4 separate regions of the Mus musculus genome follow, and regions 2, 3 and 4 are each linked to region 1. Evidence: chromatin contacts called from public promoter capture Hi-C data. All regions are on one chromosome and are shown on one strand. The core of a region is the stretch at or near the end of the contact, and the rest is flanking DNA. Distances in the headings are between cores, read along the strand shown. Region 1 holds the start of Slc39a14 (solute carrier family 39 (zinc transporter), member 14). Region 2 holds the start of Sorbs3 (sorbin and SH3 domain containing 3). Region 3 holds the start of Pdlim2 (PDZ and LIM domain 2). Region 4 holds the start of Bin3 (bridging integrator 3).

Region 1 (3,046 bases), core at 341-2,840:
GAGGCAATTCTGCAAGAGCTATCATTACCTCAAAATTACTCAGAAAGTAAATGAGAGGACCATCACAGGGTCTCCCTCTTACTCATTGGAGTACTGTAATTACAGAGTAAAGATAATTGAATTTCAGAAAAACAGAGTGGCCAGAAGAGTCTGAGTGGCCTCAGTAGTTTTATATCTTTTAAACTTAAGACCTTGCATACACTAGGCAAAGCATTCACTATTAATTTACAGAAAGGGTCTCAGGTAGTTCAGGCATGGTCTCAAATTCATTAAGGGGCCCAAGGCTGACTTTGAACTTGTGATACTTGTCCCCACTTCTCCAGTGCTGAATTACAGGTGAGCATTACCAGAACCGGTTGCTGGCCTCGAACTCATGGCTTTGGTGCGGTCTAAGCATACACTGAACCAAAAATCCCCCTTTTACCTTTTGAGAAAGGAGCTCACTAAATTGCCCCAGCTGGCCTTGAACTTGAGATCCTTCTGGCTCTAGAGTAGCTGAGATTATAGGTGTGCACCACCAGGATTGGCTATTACCTCACCAACCCCCAGCCCCACACTCTGGTGCTCTAGCCAGCCCGCAAGAGCAAGCTGCCATTGAGCTGAGTTCTTCCTGCCACCTGTTCTAGGGACATGGAGTTCTACTCCTATCACTTCCTTTTTGAGGGAACTTTCCCCAGCACTTAGATGCCATCTCTCTATTGAACAAATCTAGAGATACCACAGCCAGCTGGACACACTCCCTGTGCTAGAACAGAAACCCCCGCCATTCACTGGTTCCAGTGCCACTTGAGGTTCTTCCATGGGGCCCTCCCTGCCCCAGGTGACAGTTGGTTAAGCGATAGAGGAAATAATCCTAATATCCAGCTGAATAGAACAATAAGAGTTTAGTGGGTGGTTTATTTTTCTCAAGAAATTTGCATATACAAGGCTCAGTATCCAACACAATAGGCCCTTCCTACAGCGGAAGAGACTCCCTCCCAGGACAAACAAAACCTAAGGCTTGACCTCGCTCCTTAGGAATCTGATTAACTGTGAGAAAGAGGTGCGAAACTCTGAAAAAAAATGAATATGATCTTTTATTTGGATCGTTACAAGTTATTTTAATTCTTTTGGTTGGCTGGGGTAGGCAAAAAAAAAAAAAAAAAAAGCAGTTTATGAAGCGCTCCATCCTGCTTACAGAATATTTTAGAATTGGAGAAAACAGAAAAGTCTCTTAGATTCATCAACAGTGTTAAAACCACAAATGTCTACCAAGAGAGGGGCACTCTCCCTCAGGAGCGACAGGATGGAAGGTCACGCTGTGAGTTTCCCACAAAAGGGGCTAGGAAGGACAGATGGGAGGTTTCCAGAGAATAGCGGAGCCTGCAGGGCCTCCGTGAGTCAAGGATGGAATTCATCAAGGAAGGGTGGATGAAGCTAGAGAGAGCTAGGATGCGAGCCGGGGATGCACAACGCTGGAGGACCAGGTTGGCCAGGGTAACGACGCTGTTAGCTGGCGGTCCCACGTGGCAGGCCCGGGGGAGCGGGGCGGGGCAGCAGGCGGGGGCGGGCCCAGCGGTGACGCGCAGGGTATATGGCCGGGCATGCGCATGCGGCGGGGGCCGGACGTAGAGAGGGGGCGCGTGGCTGTTGGCGGGGACGCACCCACTCAGTAGCTGTGTCGCCCGCTGCCTTGGGGGGGGGGCCCTGGATAGTGAGGCTGCGTGGGCCCGACTGCCGGCTGGAGGACTTCAGGTGAGGACGGACCGGGCGCAGGCAGGATGGGAAGTCGGGCGCCTCCGGGTTAGGGGGGACACCGGGTGGGGGTTGGAGACACCGGCACGCCGAGGACCCAGAGTCTTTTCGGGAGGCCGCGCACTCCCTGAGCCCAGTCCTGGTAGCACCTGATTGCCGTGCCACGGTGGCGAGGAGAAGGAGGTCACTGCGCTGTCCCTTCAGCTGCAGGGCCCGGGATGTGTGAACCAGAGAAGGACGCCGGGGAGGTCGATAGCTGCTCAGAAAGGCTGAGATGAGCTTTCTAGAGCCCCAGGACACAGAGCGCAGAGGAAGCGGAGTAGATGGGTAGATCAGATGCTCTGCGGTGGCGGCTGCTCGGGGGCTCTGGTGTCTGGATCTTGCATCCCAGGAACCTATGTGTCCTTCTCCCTGCCCCACGCCAGACCACCCTCCGGCTGGAGAGTGATGCCCGATTCTTCTGGTTGGCTTGGGCAGGAGTGGATAACCGCAAGGGTGGCACCGCGCTGAATTCTCCCCTGACTAACGGCAGCGATGCCTCTTGGGCTCACTTAGGTTGGGACTGACCAAATTAGGTGGTCTGGTTACCGGCTGCTCCCTCTTAGAGTTTTAAAGCTATAGCTAAAGTAGCCATCAGACTCACCTTGTGATCCTGAGGTAGATTCTAAGCCGGAAAATTGCCTCTCTGGGTTGTGGGTTCAGCTTTAAGAATCTTCTGTCACCCCGGGGCCTAGATTCTAAGCTGATCTGTAGTCTAAATAGTTACATGGCTTGTGCGTTCAAGAGAACTCTCAGTTTGGTTTGGTGAGGGGTGGAGTGCTTTCCTGTGGCCTAAATGGAAGGATAGAGGCAGGAGCACTTTGGCAGGCCCCTCTTCGTGAAGTAACCTGGCTTTGGAATTGTAGCATTAGCTCTTTTTAGCCCCTGGTCATTGGGATAGATATATTTGCTGGAGGTGCTGATTTTAGGGGACGATAGAAACTGGCTCCGGAGTGACTATCTGGTCACTATTCTGGTTCAGGTTAGTACTGAGACCAGCCTGAATTGTCTATCCAAAAGATGTACAATTCCGTACTCCTTACCTATTAAAACAAATCTTCAACACTGAGGGGTTCCAACGTGCCTCCTTGGCCAAACAGCCAGAAACATGTCCAGAATCACAACTTCTGACAACTAGAATTAAAAGCCATCTAGTCCCCTTTCTATTGGTGACTTAGTTGAGCTCTTTGCTAGTGGTTCAAAGTCAGGAGGCCGTGTATGGGTCCTCTTTGTGTGACTGTTTTATCATTGTGACTAGAGACACTGAACTGAC
Region 2 (3,131 bases), core at 544-3,043, 140 kb after region 1:
TTGGTCCTTCTCAGGCATTCCTGTCTGGCCATGGCATCTGTTTGTTTATCCACGAAAAGGGACGCATGGTGGATGTGATGTCAGTCAGTGTCCAGGCCTCCTGGAGGACAGACTGGATAAACTGGGCAGGAACTGATTCTTTTCACTGCCTTTGGGGTTTAGATGCCAGGAAACATGAGATGCCCATGATATGTGTGCTATGAAAATATTTGCTCAAAGCAGGCCTGAAATCTCCAGGCTCTTGTTCTTGTGGGGTTTTACATACCTGTCCTTGCTTCCAGGTCTGACATTGACCTGCCTTGACCTGCCCTGTGTTTTTTTATTGTTGTTGCTTCCCTTAGAGTTCCTTCACTTTGCAGTGACTAACCCCCTCCCCCCCCCCAAAAAAAAACCTCAGACTTCCAGATAGACCAGTGTGTAAGAGGGCCCTTGGAGCCCCAAAGTGGGTCATTTCACTTCCCTCCCTTGCTTGCCCCTGTTCTCATGAGTGATTGGCATAGGTGGGCCCATTGATAGAGCTTAGTTGGCAGTACTGCCAGACCTGGAATCAGGAGATGGCCCCAGGGATGAAACAGAGTCGAGATCTGTGCTAGTATATCTATGGTGACTTGGCTTCAGCTCCTCACTGCTGGGTTGGTTACGGACTCTAGAAGAGTCCGTGTGTTCTTGGCTACTCCCTTCTGATCTGTAGAAAGAGAACACTCTTCTAAGAGCACAAACCAAAAAGGACATGAAAGCCTACCTCAAGAATGTACTGAAGTTTGTCCTAGGGAAGGAACTAGCCGGTGCCTTTCTACCGAACAGGAAGGTCAGGCCTGCAGCAGAGATGTCAGTGTCTCATCCAAATGCTAGACTGTCCTGGACACTAATTGTGATTGAGACTAATTGGTAGTCACTTGACTAATGGTACTTTGAGTTGGTGGCGGAGGACAAGAGGACTATGGGGCTGAGGGGTGGGGGAATGTGCATAGGACAGAATTGGCTGCCTGGGGCTGGGTGGGGCTCCTGGTGACTGGGATCAGATAGCTAGAAAAAACAGAGCAGTTACGTAACTGTGTTTACATGGGCTCAGGTGGCTGTGGCAACCATGGCAGTCCTTGACCCAAGGCCATGCTGGAGGGGTGCAGGCAGCCGACTACTAGGGAAGGAGGTCCCTCTTGAGCAGAAGGGTGTGCAGGAGACAGAGCATGGCATACTGACCAGGGCTGCACTATCTGGGACAATGTTACCTGGCTCTAATGTGCCACTGGAAGCTACTCAGGGTGAGGCAGGCAGGCAGCAGCCAGCTACAGCTAGGGGGAGGGGTCAGGAAACCAGACACCTGGCTCTCTAAGTCCAGTCTCTGAATTCTTGCTACATTTTTCTCCCTAATCTTCTTAAAAGAGGAAGAATTCTCCCTAAATCTGGGCAGAAAAGAGGGCAGGAGATTATTTAAGTTTCCTTGGACTTACCTGCCCTGCGGTCCTAGCGCCTCGTGCCTCCGTGTTTTGTAAAGCCATCCGAATACTTGTGAACACAGTGAGCTCCAACCTGAGAGGTGGCGAGCCAGCCCCGGCCTGACTGACAAAGCAGAGCTGCAGCAGTTCAGCCCTCCATTGCCACCCTCCCCGTTCCTCCCAACCTACATCCTCCAAGACTGTTTACTAGACTCCCCATCCCCATAGAGATGGGACTGGTAGCCAGTCCTCAGCTCCCTTGCCCACACTGTGCCTTCTCTTGTGAGAAACAGGAAGTTGGGACCTTCGGCAGCTCAGCGGCACCCTCTACATTAAATATTTATCTTGGAGTCCAGGTCAGAGCCTTAGAGCCTAAGAAGTTCACTGCTGGTGAAGGGGGATGGCCAGGATTCTTGGAGTGGGAAGATCTTCAGCTTCGTCTTTGAACAACAAAGAAGACAATGAAAGTGATGTAGCCCTTCTTAGTCCCAAGGACCCTAACAGGTGGGAAAACTTTAAAGAGGGACATGGGTAGTACTTTTAATCCCCTGGGGGAGGGGGAGGCTGCTTCCCTGGAATGGGTGGATAATCAAGTGGCAGAGAGGCTGTGTACAGCTGCCTGACCTCAAAGAGGGTCTCAGAGCTCCTCCACTCCTCCATCTCTCTCCCTTCAGCTTTCCTACCTCCGCCCCTCCCACAAACACCGTGTACTGTGTAATACCTACATCCGTTAAAAACACCTCACGTATGCGAATCAGAGCCCTGTTAGCAGGTTTACATCTCTGGAAGCCTATGAAACTGCTTCCTGAAGACTCCCCACTCATGGGAGCTCTGGCACGCTCATCTCTTGAGCTGTCCTTGACCTAAGTTTCCCGGGAGGTGGGGGTGGGTTTTGTTTGCGGGCACCACAAACAGTTCTTCCCCCACAACTGGGAAAATGTGAAGCTAATAAGAGGTGAGCGTGCTAGGGGCTGTGATGTCCTGGGAAACACTAACTCCAGGTGGCTCAGGCACCAATTAAAAGGCAGTAGGTGTCATTTACCATACTCAGCAGTGGACCAGAAACCGTTTTTTTTACCGGTTGATTTGTTGGGGACTTGGGTTCGCAGTGAATCCTAGGCTAGGAGTACTCCAGGGTTTCCATTGTCAGTAAACATTTGCCCTGGCACCTACCAGCAGAAGACTGGACGAGGAGGGGAGGAGGGAGGGCCAGAGAGAATGGGGAGCCAGTGGGCGGTGTCCTTCAGATCTGCGTCAGCAGTCAGCACTGTAGGAACAGCGGAAAAGCAGGATCAAAACAAATACGGTGAATGGGAACACCAAGACCCTCTTAACCTCATCCCCGCCCAAAGGGCCCCACCCTTATCCTCTTCAATGCTGTGGCACGTCCAGGGAGCCGGTCGATTCCCTCCCCCAAACTTTGCACGTGTGTGTGAGCATCCTCACGTTTGCCAGTACACGAGTGTTTGCAAACGCCTGGTCAGTGCGCTTAGGTCTAACAAGCATGAACTCTCTCTCCCCAAGCGGGTGTTGCCTTGTTCCTGGGCCACCGTGACTTATCTCGGTCCCAGCCTGTCTGCCTCCGGGCCTGTCTCCTGCCTCTCCAAGGCCGAGGGCTGCGTATCTAATTCCGGCCCCACCCGGGCTCTGGCACTCAGGGACCATTCGGTTAATCACTCCTGCCCTGTGTCCTGG
Region 3 (3,122 bases), core at 219-2,718, 170 kb after region 1:
CAAGACAGTCTGAGGGAAGCAATTGCCCGGTGAGGTGAGATTCCCTCTTTCCACAGAACTCTAGTTTGTATCAAGTCGACAAAAAGTAAACAGCACACCACGCAACACCACACACACAGTTAAAGGAAGCCATGACACTCGAGGATCGGACAGTGTGAACCCCAGGCAGTGCCTGCCCTACCCGAGGGCTGCTCAAGAGGTTTTCAGGGAACTGAGGGTAGAGCTTAAAAGGGAGAATACGTACAGATCTGGGGCCCTGTCTTCAATCCCCAGCACCAAACCAAACAAACATAAAAGGCTTCCAAACTAGCTGCGGAGGGAGAGCAGGTGCAGCAGACAAGGGGCCCCTCTTGGAGGCCCCTGGAATTAGTCTGTGGTAGAGCCATTTACCTGCCCAAGGAGAGACTGTGGGAGGTGGGGCCAGGGAGGCAACCTGGCTGGCTGGGAAGTGCAGAGACTCTGAGCCACACCGATGCGCGTCGTAGGTGAGGAGGATGGTGAGGGTGGCGAGGGCAATTCTCTTGGGGAACTCGGAGAGAATGACTCACACCCGAGGCAGGCAGGTTACAGCTGGGTCCACAGGTGTGCTCTACGCTGTGCCAAGTTGTAAGAGCAACTGAAGAGGCAGGAGGCAGCTGCGTGGGCTCTCAACTCCCCAGGGCAAGAGTTGCCAGGTATAGCTCTGGGGGACCCTCTGGTCAGATGGCTCCTCCTTCCTGGGCCTACACCTGCTCTCCCCACCTCCACACCGTTGCCCTGAGTCATGGAGTCTGGCATAGGAATTGGGCAGACAGGGTCCTCCGTAGTGCTTAGAGCTGGCCCATGCCAGGCAGAATGGTGGGAGAGGAGGTGCCTGATGACCCTGCCAAGTGCTCTCTATCTCCTCTGGGTCTGGGCATGTCTCCCTGCTCAGGGCAGGCTTGCGGGGGTATCTGGGGCTAAGTCACTGCGCTGGCAGTACAAAGCCAGGGGCATCTGTCTGGGAAGAGATAGGAGGGTGGAGGTGTGGCCCAGGCTTGAGATGTGTGGGTATCGGGACTGTATCTGCTCCAACATCGGAGCCAGGAGTGGGCAGAAGAATCGGATGGACCACAGACAGGTCCATCAAGCCAGCGGTTGTCTGACAGAGGTCTGGGGACCGCGACATCGAGGGATCCTTTCCTATTGTGGGGTGGGACGCAGTCTCTGTATACTGCGCACCGTGGGGATGGTTTGTCATTTGAACCGACCCCCTGTGCTTAGGGACAGTCCGGAGGATGTGGACACCTCGGAAGGGTCTCAGTCTAGAGGCGGTTTTCAGGAGGGTCTGCTCTTCTCGCTCGCCCACTTCCAGCTCCCCCACAAGGCGCGGGCCAGGTGGCGGCGCCCCGGCTCGGCAGCGCAGAGGAGGCGGCTTCCCGGGCCAGGGGCGGCGGCAGGGGCGGCCCCGGGATCACATGGGCGGAGGCAGGTCTGGGAGCCCCGGGCGAGCTCTCCCTAGAGTCGGACAGACGGCTGCGGTGGAACGGCGGCGGCTCCTCGTCCTTACTCCCTCCGTTCTTCCCTCCCTCCTTCCCTTTCCTGGCTGGCCTGACCGCCCAGCCCGACAGGCAAGCGGCAGCCAGGTGAGCGCGCGCCCACCTGCACCCTCCGCGGGCCACCGCCCTCGGCGATCTCCTCCTCACCGGACCCTACCCTCGGCCCAAAGCCCCTTTTCCCTGAAACTTCTCTTCGACCTGGATACCCCTTGGCTTGGGTTCTCCCCTGACCCAGACACTCGTCCTCTAGTCCCAGTCCCAGTCCCACCCCCAACCCCCTCCGCCCCGGGGTATTTTGGACTTGTTGGGAAGCAAGCTTGAGAACTGGTACTGGGGACAGCCAGACTGACAGCTAGGCAGTTCACTGAGTCCACTGGTCGGCTCAAAGGTCTGAGAATCTCAGGGCGTTTTCAGTCTTTCTGTGATCAGCCTGGGACACCGTGGCTGGGCCTGGGTGAAAGGCAAAGCCAGTTGCCTGGGGGACAAGACAGTCGGACTGCTGGCCTGGACAGCCTCCCCCTCCCCCCAGGCCTTGATGTTCTTGAGATATTGGACATACTTGCTGACCCATATCTCCCCAGGGACAGCCTGAGGATGGGTGCTGGGCTGGGTGGTGCCCAGGCTGGCATTGCAGCTTCCTGCCTGGGTTGGCTCCTGGCTCCAGATCTAGAGGCTCAGGAAATCCTAGGAGGGCCTGGTCCACAAGGACACTCCCTTGTGGGTCAGCGGGGGCTGTGGATGAGAAGTTTGTGGCCAAACTGGCAGCATCATGAACTTGCCCTGCTGGCCAGTACCAGGGTGGCTGTGGGTGTGGGTGTGCTTCCCTTGGCAGATGAGCCTTGGCCTCCTTTCTCAGGCTGCTCACTAGGGTGCAGCAGGCCCCTAGAGGAGGTAGCAAGCTTCCTCTTGTTCATCTGAACCCAGCTGTTGGGGTCAGGCAGGGAGCCAGGTAGCCCCTCTGAAGACCTTAGTCTGACACCTGCCAGCCCCAGCCTCTGCTAACTTCTTGCTGTCTGGTGGGGCTATCCTGAGGCTTGCTGTCCTCCTGTATACTCTATACAGAGTGTAGAAAGTATTTTGTGCTCTTCGTTTAGGGAACAGGAAACAGGTAGTGAAGGGGTGCGGGGTGCGTTCACTCCTACCACCTGCTAATTCCTTCCCACAGTTCTCCACCAAGCACTTGTATGGAAGTCTGACCTCTTGTCAGTGGGACTGCTGCCTGTCTTAGGGGATCTACTAGTCTGAAGACCCTAGAAGGGGGAACTCAGAGTCTTCAAGGCCTCCCAGGGTGGGGGGAAGTGAAACTCTTAGAAGAGGGAGGGACTTAGTCACTTCCTCTGTCACCACCCGCCAGGCCCAGGCCCTGCTGGGCTGCTCTGAGACCAGCCACCGTCTTCTCCCTTTGCTTTGGGGTGTACTGTGGAAGTGGGCCCCACCTCCCAGTCTTCTCTTCCTCAGGCATGGCGTTGACTGTGGATGTGGCAGGACCAGCACCTTGGGGCTTCCGAATTAGCGGGGGCAGAGATTTCCACACACCCATCATTGTGACCAAGGTAAGGGCTGTTTTTAGGAGATAAGGAGCTAGCTACCCCCTGAAAGGGGGTC
Region 4 (3,142 bases), core at 43-2,542, 250 kb after region 1:
AGAAGCAGGTGGAGGAAGGGGCAGAAGTGGTTTACACTGTACATTAGAAAGCTATCCTTGACATTGACTGACATTAGCTGCTTGTGGCGAAAGCTTGGTCTCCACTGGTGGTCAAGTGTGAAAGCCTTCTCAGAGGGTGTCTAGCTAATTTCATTCATTCATAGCTGATTATCATGCACTTATTTTGCATAACAGACTGGGCTCTGAGCAAGTCCAGCCCCCTACATTAATGCACCTTGGGATCTAAAGAGGGCTGATTAATCTCATACTTCCTTGGAGGCCAATTTATTCATACAAATGCATTGTAAACAGTTAGGAGTTTGAGTGGGGACCATGGACACACAGGCTCTTGGGCCTAATGGTAAAGACATTGACAGCCTTTAAAGAAGCCCTAGGAAGACAGAAAATTTATGACTTTTCATCTGCACGTAAAAACAAAAACAAAAACCCCAGAGCAACAATTAAGGACCAGCTTTTGGGGAAAGAGGACCTTCCACATTAGGCTAATCACAAACAGGAAGTATCCACCGTGAGCTCCCCCCACCCCCATCTGCAGCTGTGACATTCCAGCTCTATGGCTCCTTGGTTTGACGATCCCCATAAAGTTTAAGCTATGTCTATCTTAGAGAGAGGGCAGTGGGGTCACAGCCCTGGAAAGATTCAAACAGTCCAATCACACATTAAATGTGTGTGTGTGTGTGTGTGTGTGTGTGTGTGTGTGTGGTGCAATTCTGATCCTTCCCATGTGAGAATCAACTTTTACATTTTTAAAAAGAATTTCGTCTTTTGAGGCACTGTTAGGTGATGTTATTCCAGTTGTCTGAAAGCAGCTGGATTTTGGTCACAGAACTGTGCCTAGTCTGCCTCAATGAGCAACACAGCTCCGGAGCAGATAAGCGCGGTGTAGAGATGCCCACGGGAGCGAAGGAGGACACTGACTCCACCTCAATGGATAGCTGAGAGAAGAGGGAAGAGGGACTCCTCACGCCAAGGAGGTGAAAGGAAATGCGATGGGAGAAAGGGCAGGCAACAGGGATCAGACGCGGGTCCAAGGCTAAGGGATCCTCCTCGGGAGTCTGGCCGAGAGATGGAGCCTCCGGGAGAGCACCGAGGAGGCTCCCGGAACCGCTTAGGAGCAGGGCTGTCGGGCCGCCCTGGCTCCAGCCGACGCCACCCGGCCTCACTCACCAGCTCATGGTCCTAAACCCACGCCGACTGCCGGGGTCCTCGGTAGAAAAGTAGGTTCTCGAGGATCACTTCCGGATTCGGCCAGTCTCCAGGAAGTGATGAGGGACACGCCCCCTTATGCCCGGAAGAGGCGGGAGGGAGGCGGGCCCACGCGTTAACACTTTGTTCTCTTGTTGTTTGAGGCGGACTTTCTTTGCGGGACGTGGTTGCGCTCCGGCCCTGCTTTTAAGGCTCTGTGCGTAGAACCCATCACGGGCTGCAGTTTCTGTCTGATATGGGGTTTCTAACTCGGAGACACAAGCGGCGACAGGGGAAGGAGCTAGAGGAGACACAGTAGACGGGAAGCTTGCGCTTTGCTCTACACACTTTCGTATTGAAAATGTTGCATGTCTCACCTACATCACCTGGGTCCCCTCCCCCCTCTTCAAGAAGGTTCGGGGTTCGAATGGAAACAGAGTTAAGTGCTTTTCAGGGTGGACTAGTCTGTGAAGCTATTCAATGAGGGAAGATTCAGAAAGCCCGGTGTGATGACAGACAGGTATCTGCAATCCCCGAATTCTGGAGGTTGAGGCAGGGAGAGGTCATGAGTTCGAGGCTAATGTTGACAACATGGCCCATCTGGGCTTCACAATCAATCCAGTCTTAAGAGAAAACAATACACCAAAGCCTAGCAAACAAAACAACAACAACAGGAGTAGAAGGCCTCGGCAATGTTAGGAAAAATCCTAACAAGTTGCTGGACAGGCTGTTAGGGGCCCCTGGAGCTGTGCATGGGGTTTTAGAAGAATAAGATCTAAGCAAACAGCTTGCATTGGGCCTCAGAATTCAGAGCCCCAGTGTACCACAAACTACCTAGAGTTATACGCTGAACCGAGTTTCTCTGCCCAAGTTCCTGCTTTAGAAGCCAGAAACTCAAGCAGAGAGAACCGTTCCAATCCTCTCTCCTGACCTCTCTAGGACTTCGCTTTCTTCAAATGTACCTGGAGGGTTGTAGGCACAGCCAGGGGAGCAGCTAAGTCCCTATGACCTAGAGCAGAGGTATATACAACGTGTCCCAAATTCCCAGGGCCCAGGGGCTCAGAGGAGGAGGAACAAGGGATGGCTTTTAGTTTTAAAAAGGCTTTCCAATAGGAGGTGGCTCCCTCAAGACATGTCACAGACCATCACCATGCTATTTCTTCAGGAAATAAGTAAGCAGGAGCAAAGGAGTGGTCTTGAAGAGAATAGAAGACCCAGAATCCTTGACAAACAGCTGAGGCAGAGAGCATGGGTTGGGAGAGTCTTGCAGCTTTGTATGGGGTGAGATGAATGGAAACACTGTGTGATTGTGAGTCTCTTGGTGTTCCAGCACTTGTGGATGGCTCTGCCCCATTTCCCCCTGCCCCATACTCAGCCTCCCTCAGACATCGTCTGTGGTGAGCAATATTTTCAAAAGTTCTAGCCTAGGACTGTGTATATCGAGAGAAGTCTGTTTGGGGGCTGTTGGTTGGAGTAGCTGACACATTTTGCAGGACAAGAATGGATGAGATCTGGACCAAGGGAAGAACTCAGGGCTCTAGTCCCATCTTTGGCAGCATGATCAATTTCACAAAAATCATGTCCCTTCTCTGGGCCTTGACTCCTCATCTATCAGAAGTGGGGATGGATAATACTGCTGATGAATCCCCTCTCAGTCAATTTCCAAGTGCACTGTTATATTAGTTCTCAACCTCCCTAGAGCTTCAACCCTTTAATATAGTTCCTCACGTTTTGGTGACCCCCAACCATAAAATTATCTTTGTTGCTATTTCAAAACTGTAATTTTGCTACTGTTATGAATTGTAATGTGAATGTCTGATGTGCAGGACCTGTAAACGGGTCATGACCCATCATAGCTTGAGAACCACTGATCTAGAGGCTCTTGGGAAATGGGACAGAGAAGAAAGACCTTGGAACAGAGAGGCAAGCCCAGAGA

The links. Capture Hi-C pulls out chosen DNA fragments and counts their contacts.
Region 2: a contact with region 1 is called in a promoter capture Hi-C map of pancreatic islet. The contact joins the promoter of Sorbs3 here to the promoter of Slc39a14 in region 1. A contact is called at or near these places in 22 of 39 promoter capture datasets (the 3T3-L1 cell line, 3T3-L1-derived adipocytes, the C10 cell line and 14 more), 2 of 15 datasets of contacts at CTCF or cohesin (large pre-B cells and pro-B cells), 9 of 484 Hi-C or Micro-C datasets (B cells, the HL-1 cell line, liver and 1 more), 14 of 115 datasets of contacts at active chromatin or transcription factors (the 230-238 cell line, bone marrow-derived dendritic cells, bone marrow-derived macrophages and 9 more) and 4 of 9 other capture datasets (adipose tissue, liver, macrophages and 1 more).
Region 3: a promoter capture Hi-C map of liver shows a contact between it and region 1. The contact joins the promoter of Pdlim2 here to the promoter of Slc39a14 in region 1. A contact is called at or near these places in 11 of 39 promoter capture datasets (the C10 cell line, the HPC-7 cell line, cranial neural crest and 7 more), 2 of 484 Hi-C or Micro-C datasets (nephron progenitors and uterus), 10 of 115 datasets of contacts at active chromatin or transcription factors (bone marrow-derived macrophages, craniofacial prominence, embryonic basal ganglia and 7 more) and 3 of 9 other capture datasets (adipose tissue, liver and pancreatic islet).
Region 4: a contact with region 1 is called in a promoter capture Hi-C map of adipose tissue. The contact joins the promoter of Bin3 here to the promoter of Slc39a14 in region 1. A contact is called at or near these places in 3 of 39 promoter capture datasets (cranial neural crest, frontonasal cranial neural crest and pre-B cells), 1 of 484 Hi-C or Micro-C datasets (double positive thymocytes), 2 of 115 datasets of contacts at active chromatin or transcription factors (bone marrow-derived macrophages and pancreatic cancer cells) and 1 of 9 other capture datasets (adipose tissue).

The regions. Positions count from the first base shown.
Region 1 is chr14:70,349,968-70,353,013 of GRCm38.p6, reverse strand. Slc39a14 (solute carrier family 39 (zinc transporter), member 14) reads left to right here and starts at 1,590. Exons shown (of 10, transcript NM_144808.4): 1 at 1,590-1,734.
Region 2 is chr14:70,206,333-70,209,463 of GRCm38.p6, reverse strand. Sorbs3 (sorbin and SH3 domain containing 3) reads left to right here and starts at 1,793. Exons shown (of 21, transcript NM_011366.3): 1 at 1,793-1,940. The coding sequence starts at 1,837. Gm26908 (a long non-coding RNA gene) reads right to left here. Exons shown (of 5, transcript XR_874791.3): 2 at 2,610-3,131; 3 at 1,452-1,876; 4 at 542-685.
Region 3 is chr14:70,175,161-70,178,282 of GRCm38.p6, reverse strand. Pdlim2 (PDZ and LIM domain 2) reads left to right here and starts at 1,468. Exons shown (of 10, transcript NM_001253736.1): 1 at 1,468-1,604; 2 at 2,976-3,070. The coding sequence starts at 2,978.
Region 4 is chr14:70,098,243-70,101,384 of GRCm38.p6, reverse strand. It overlaps Bin3 (bridging integrator 3), which reads right to left and starts at 1,292. Exons shown (of 9, transcript NM_021328.4): 1 at 1,189-1,292. The coding sequence starts at 1,196.